Linked DNA regions of Mus musculus: region 1 is linked to region 2. A link is a contact called in public promoter capture Hi-C data. All regions are on one chromosome and are shown on one strand. Each heading gives the region's core, a stretch centred on a gene start, on an enhancer-like site or on the middle of the called end of the contact. The rest is flanking DNA. Distances are from core to core; before and after follow the strand shown.

Region 1 (3,189 bases), core at 396-2,895, 440 kb after region 2:
GGATGAAAGTAGAGGGGGATCAGGGGGGATGCACATGCACGTAAGAAGAGTGCGTGCACGTGCGCACGTGTGTGTGTGTGTGTGTGTGTGTGTGTGTGTGTGTATGTCTGTGTATGCACATGCACATAAACAAATGAGTGAAATAACAAACAAAATCCTAAATCTGCATTTTCTGTAATTTATGTTCGCTGTGTGGATCTTTGACACTACACAACACTTCCTGATTCCTAGCTAGAGGTCTATTTTCAAGTGAAAATAACTACCGGGAATAGTAAAATTAGAAGAATTTATCCCAATAACTCATTATGTATGCAAAAGATTACACTCTAAGCATGCACACACACTTGAGTTTTCTGGCGATTGCTATTGTTGTTTTTAAGAGTTAGTAAGCTGCTCTGAAGGGCTGTGGACTTAGCTAAACTGCTTGCATAACACACTTAAAGTCCTTGGCTTGCTCTCTCACACTACAAGAAAAATGCCCATTCTGACTGGAAAGCATTTCCAAAGTCCATGTTTCGTTTCGTTTTCTGCCTTTTATAGTCCTCGTGAATCCTGTCTTTAAAGGTTCAGAAATAGAGTCACAAGGCTCAGCGGGTAAAGGTGCTTGCTGCCAACCTGAGTTCAATCACTCGAACCCACGTGGTCCGAAGAGAGAAGTGACTCTAACAAATTGTCCTCATCTCCACACGCTTTCCCTGTCCCAAGGTAAAACTTAAATTTAAAAAAGCCCAGAAATAAACATGATTCCCCACTTCTGACCTGACTAGAACCTATTCCTGGTCAGAAGCTAGAGGATGAAAATTAAATAAAAAGAGAAGTTGCAAGCATCCCTAGTCTCGCCTTTCGGTTGGTGGAGACCGGAAGATTAGGAGCTCAAGGCAACATGAGATTCTTCCTCAAAAAGTAAATTAGGAAAGGAGAGAAGTTGACAGAGAGCTGGAGAAGGAACGAGAGGGGGAGGAACAAGGAAGGAGAGGAGGGGAAAAGAAGAGATGGAGGGAGGGGAGAAGAGAGAGGAGAGGAGGGATAGGAGGGAGTAGGAGAGAGAAAGTGAGGGAGAGGGAGGGGAAAAGGTGAAGGGAGGGAGGGGAAGGGAGGGGGAAGAAGTGGAGGGAGGGAAGGAGAGAGAGAGAGAAGAAGGAAGAGGGAGTGGGGAAAGGAAAGAGAGAGAGAGAGAACAGATATAAGGGCAAACACAGGGCACTTCTTCCTGATGATCTTGTTTAATCGACCAATCATCATGCCATTCATTCTTCAGTGGGGCTCAGAAGGGTTAATAGAAATGTCCAGCACCACACAAAGCCAAATTTCCAATTTAGCTGTACCTGCCTCCCTCACTATTTTATTTTAAGGGCAATATAACCCATCTCCTATCCACGAACCACCCACTGATCCTCTCAGATGAATACAAAAGGCGATTAGTCATTCTCTGCCTAGAATGAACTCTTCTCGGAATTCATTTACTTAAACACTTTAGCTGCCACGGTAGAACAGAAACGGTGATACTTGGAATGAGTGCTAAGTCCACCAAGGCCTTGGTAGGGACAGAATGATATGGTTCCTGCTCCTGGGACAGGGCTAGCAGGGTAGGCTTCCAATGTCAACCACAATGTCAGCTGCTGTGGGCATAGAGCTTGTTTGTATAGTTTCACATTCCTGGAAGAAGGTCCTCCGGGTTAACGTTAATGACTCCATGATAATCAGAGACAGCATGAGTCAGGGAGGCAAAGGTGTGGCTAATGTCTCAGCAAAATGGTAAACACTGGAACCTTCAGGACTGCCCTTAAGGCTATGGAAAAGAACTCTAAAACCAGTTATGCAAAAGTATAAGGATGCAATATGAATTGTATAAGGGGCTTCACAGATCTAAAGGACCTAAGCTGCATGCACTATGAGCCAGCTTGTCAGAAAGATATTCAGGAAGGAGATAAAGAGATTTAGGGAGTGGCGATTGCAAGGCAAGAACCCATCCAGCTAAGTTTTGTTTATTTGTTTGTTTATGCTTAGAAAAGCAGGCAGATTCCTGAGTTGGGGTAAGCCTGGGACAGAGCAAATTTAGGTCCAGGTGTGATGGGATGGTAATCTCAGGACAAGGTCCCACCCAGCTGAATTTACAAAGGCAGGCAGATCTCTGAAGTCTTTTGCGATGTTAAAAAAAAGTGTAGTTGCTGACCTTTTCTTAAGAGTCCAGAGACTAAGGCTGTGGAATGCTGACTGGTGGGATGGTCAAGAGGGAACCTGGAATAAATAACGGAATTGATATGTAGGGGAAAAAAAGAAAACAAACAAACAAACAAACAAACAAAACCCTGGGCTTTTGGTAATGCATGAAATGAACTAGAAAAAGTGAGAGCGGTTATTTTTTAGAATTTTTTTTTCTGGTGTGAGTTGAGCTGCTGGAGATCTCTGGAGAGAGAACACAGCTCTTCAAAGAATTTTTTTCTAACGGGATTTCTGATTTCAGTCAGAAAATCCATCTGCTGACTTTGGTCAGAAAATCTAGGAGGTAGCCAGAGAGCTTCTAGAATTTTTACTAGCAGAGAGAGCTGTCTCAACCAGAGAGTTGTATGGAAGAGCAAGGAAAAGCTGTCTAGAGCAGAGGTGAAGACAAAGAAAGAGCACAATCTGAAAAGCTGTCTCAGCTGACGGCAGAGCCGAGAGCTAGCCACAGAGACCTGTCTAGGGATCCGTCTCGAGCAGAACATAGGACACCAGCTTGAACCCATGATTTGACTTTGAGTCGTTTGTTTTCTCTCCTCTTAGACACCCCTTCTCTCAGAACCTGGATCAAGCCAAGGCTGGTCCTTGGTACAGGAGGGACTTTGGACAGAAACAAAGAAAGGGCAGATGGAACACACAGCCCCAGCTGGTAAATGTGTGAAAGGCAAGCAGAATAGTAGTTGATCAAAACCCTTTCCTTTAACAACAAGCTTCCAGGAACAATAAGGGCAGGAGAACACTGTACAATTATGTGATTGGGGTTGGCAATAAAGATGAGCTATAGTTAGGAAATCAACAATAGCCAGGTCTATAAATGTGTTGTTTGTTCTAGCTTATGGGATCACTTATCAAGATTCAGAGGTAGATGAATAACTTTTATGTTTGTCAAGGTTGAGAAACACTGATTTATTGGATAGGTTCTACATGGCCAAGTGACTATTGAAAGAAAGGCCTTTTTTCTTTCGAGAT
Region 2 (3,226 bases), core at 365-2,864:
AGGGGTGCAACCCTCTCCCAGGACCCCCATTGGAGAAGGTCTGGCCACAGGGTCTGGAGGCCCAATCCAGGCCCTTTCAAAGTCTTTCCAGGCCCCTGCCTTCAGGCTTCTATTGCTGGTCAGGGACAAGTTGCAGTCTGGAGCCGGCTTCAGATAAAAGCCAGCTCACTAGATAGGCCCCCAGGGAAAGGACTCAGGCTGCCCCTTGAGCTGAAAGGAAGGCTCCTCACAGCAACAGGCGAGTTTGCGCTGGTTGAACTGCTTTGAACGGAGGCAAGTGGGGGTTGCGGGCTGCTCCTTGCCCCGCCAGACTAAACAAACAGCCGCCCGAGGACATTTCACCTTCAGCACCTGGGCCGCCTGTTCCCGAGGCAGTAAAGGCATGCATCCTGGCCCCAGGCTTTCCTGCTTGCCGCCATGATTTAGCCCTCCTTAACATCTGGGGCGGCTGAGGGGTCTTTGTCAGCCTGACTTCTGATCAGTTCTTGCCTCTTCCGCCAGCCTCCCAGCTCTCTCGAGGTGGGAGGTGGCAGAGGAAACCCCTACCCAGGCCTTCACTCAGTACACACCGTCAGCATACTGCCAGAGGGCCCTCAGCAGGGTAGGGATGCTAGTTTAGGAAGGGTAGAGGAAAGAGAGGCTACCTTAAGCCTCAGGCAGGATCCATTTGTTCACCCTCACCTTTAAGAAACACACACACACACACACACACACACACACACACACACACACACACACACACACAACTTTTGACTGATTTAAAAACAATTGTGAATAACAGAAGGCAGCATGTAATTGCAACCGGACCAGAGGAAAATGGCTTCCTTTGGACAAAAAGGCCAAATTTAAGTTAATTTGTTTCTTTTAATATATTGCTTGAGCTAAGTGGGCTACTTTATCTGTTAAATGCGCTCTTAGCGCCATCATTAAACAGCCGATGCCTTTGAATCCCAGCCGGGACTGGAGTCCCGCCGCAACACATGGCTTTTATAAAAATCTCCGGATTACCCCGCTATCAAAGGCTCCTGAAGCCCTTGTAGGGGGAATTTACAGGCGCCCACCTCCGGCTCCCCAGCCTGGAGCTGGTCTCTAGCGGGGATCGTGCTGTTGAGTTTGGGAGCTGAGAAGGGAAAAAAGGAAAAAGGGGAGTTGTATTTTTTTTTTTTTCTGCAGGCATGCTTTGGCCGGTGGGTATTTCACGGCCAATTTCAGCACTCGCCACGTGATCCCTCCTTTTATAACAAAGTTTTGTTGGGGGAAACCTAAAGGCCCTTCATAAACCTTATATGCTTATAAAACAGCATATAAAAATTTAACAGCGGTGCTGCGCTAGATTCCCAACTCCCCTTTCATAAAGCGCTGGGCGCTGCCTTTATACGCACCGGAGCCACCGGCCTTGTCCTCAGTGTGGCCGGAAGACGACTCGGGGCTGCTGCTGCTCTCGGGTCGCCGCCGTCGCTCCTTCTCCTCCGCCGCCGCCTCCTGACAGCCGCCGCCACCGCCGCCGTCCGAACTTGAAGTTGCCGGCGCGCCCGTGGCCGCCGCCGCCACCGCCGCAGCGGAGGTCGCAGCTGCTGCTTGGGGCCCCTTCTCGGCGTTCTTGTCCCCGGGGTAGTCGGAGGAAGCGAGGTTTTCCGGGGTGCCGTAAGCCGTCTCGAAAAACTGGTCGAAAGCCTGTGGCAGAACGCCGTTCCTGCCCACCGTGCTATAGAAATTGGACGAGACGGCGGGGGTGGGGTGGTGGTAGACGTTGGCCGAGCTCTTGGCCAGCACGTCGCCAGGCACGCCGGCCGCGCTGGGCGCCTGCAGACAGTCTCTGTGCACGAGCTCCTCCGCGGAGTAGCAGTGGGCCAGATTGCCGCGGGGGTGCCATTTAGTGGCGGGCTCAATGGCGTACTCTCTGAAGGTCACTTCGCGCACGGGTTGGACCTGGGGCAGGTTGGAGGAGTAGGAGTATGTCATTGGGCGCGAAGACGGGGTCTGGGGCAAAAAAGAAGGGAGGCTGGAGAAATCTGGACCCGAGACGTAGTAAGTACAACTTGGCAAATACATGTTAGAGGAGCAGGGACCACGCTCATCAAAATCCATCATTGGGCTACCTTGGGCTCTCCGCAGTAGCCGAGCTTAACATGATTCTCCACTGCAGCTGCCTCTTTGAAGCGGATCCGTGAAGTAGAAATTTGGAGACGTAAGCTGACGTGGAAATCTATCCCCATCCTTAGCAGGGAGGTGCTGGTCATGTGACCCGATGTTGAAATTGACAAGCCGCGAGCTAGTCCCGGCTTTTTTTTTTTTTTAACCCCCCTCCCTTTCCTTTTTTCCCCTCCCCTCCCTCCTCGGCTTCCTTTCTTTGTAGCCACCTCAGGGGAAGCAACAGATCGTCACTCGGTGTTCTCACCGAAAGCACGTAATCGCCGGTGTAACTCATGTTGGCTGGGGGGCCTCCCCGCGCGCAGAAAGGCTGGGGTGCGCCCCCGGGCAGCTCTCCTTTGCTCAGCTACATGGTCCTGGTCCACGAGTGCTCTGAGGGCGGCAAGAGAGCGCAACTCCTGACGCCTCCCCCCACTCCCCGGTGGGTGAGGGATACTCTCTGGGCTGGGGGTGGCCAGGTGAAAGCCCGGAATTGTATAGCTTCAGGTCCCGGAGTCTGTTATCCGAAGGCTTACGTTCAGCACCTTCTTCGCAGCCCCCCTCCCACAGGTTTGCTCTGGGAAGCCCCCCAGCCTCAGACCCTGGCTGGACCCCATTTGGGGCCAGGCTTCGCCGGCACGGATGTGCCGGCCTCGTGGCTTGTCCGATTTGCACGGTGACTTGATTACACGCTCTCATTCACGGTCACTTCCGAAGCGCTTTAGTGCCTTCCGTCCCCAAACCGCCAACAGGCAAAGCGGCTTCCCTCCGCGGTTTGTCAATAATCCGCGCTGTCCGGAAGGGCCTTCGTCTTACCCGGGTTCCACCTTCCCTGTATCTTTCTGCTTACTTCCTTACCCCACACCCTGTCCTTGAAGGAACCCCTTCTCCTCGCTGCCTGTAGGGGTTCGGAGTGACTCCTCAGAGCCAGAGGCACTTCTGCTCACCGGTCCGCAAGCTGCCTGGTCTGCTGAAGCTGACGAATCGGGAAACCATGCAATTGAGGCGAACCTTGGGCTGTTTTAGAGGCGCTGAGGAGCCTTCTCCTGGGTATGCTGCACCTTGGGGTGGGGGTGGGGGGGGGCACCAGGCTGCT

The links. Promoter capture Hi-C pulls out the DNA fragments that hold promoters and counts their contacts.
Region 1: a contact with region 2 is called in a promoter capture Hi-C map of trophoblast stem cells, with 4 times the contacts expected there. The contact joins the enhancer-like site here to the promoter of Hoxa11os in region 2. A contact is called at or near these places in 14 of 39 promoter capture datasets (the 3T3-L1 cell line, 3T3-L1-derived adipocytes, the C10 cell line and 10 more) and 4 of 115 datasets of contacts at active chromatin or transcription factors (embryonic limb bud, fibro-adipogenic progenitors, pancreatic cancer cells and 1 more).

What each region holds. Positions count from the first base shown.
Region 1 is chr6:52,679,241-52,682,429 of GRCm38.p6, forward strand. No RefSeq gene overlaps it. Among named protein-coding and RNA genes, the nearest start is that of Tax1bp1, 33 kb to the right of the region's middle. Within about 2 kb of position 1,646, at least 38 of the 459 cell types and tissues checked have an H3K27ac peak or open chromatin away from gene starts, as enhancers often do. A contact at or near this core is called in 3T3-L1-derived adipocytes, liver and trophoblast stem cells, where this site is marked.
Region 2 is chr6:52,243,629-52,246,854 of GRCm38.p6, forward strand. It overlaps Hoxa11os (homeobox A11, opposite strand), which reads left to right and starts at 1,615. Exons shown (of 5, transcript NR_015348.1): 1 at 1,615-2,188; 2 at 2,357-2,572; 3 at 2,687-2,903; 4 at 3,035-3,180. Hoxa11 (homeobox A11) reads right to left here and starts at 2,182. Exons shown (of 2, transcript NM_010450.3): 1 at 1,383-2,182. The coding sequence starts at 2,091. LOC115490410 (a long non-coding RNA gene) reads left to right here. Exons shown (of 2, transcript XR_003956437.1): 2 at 1-885.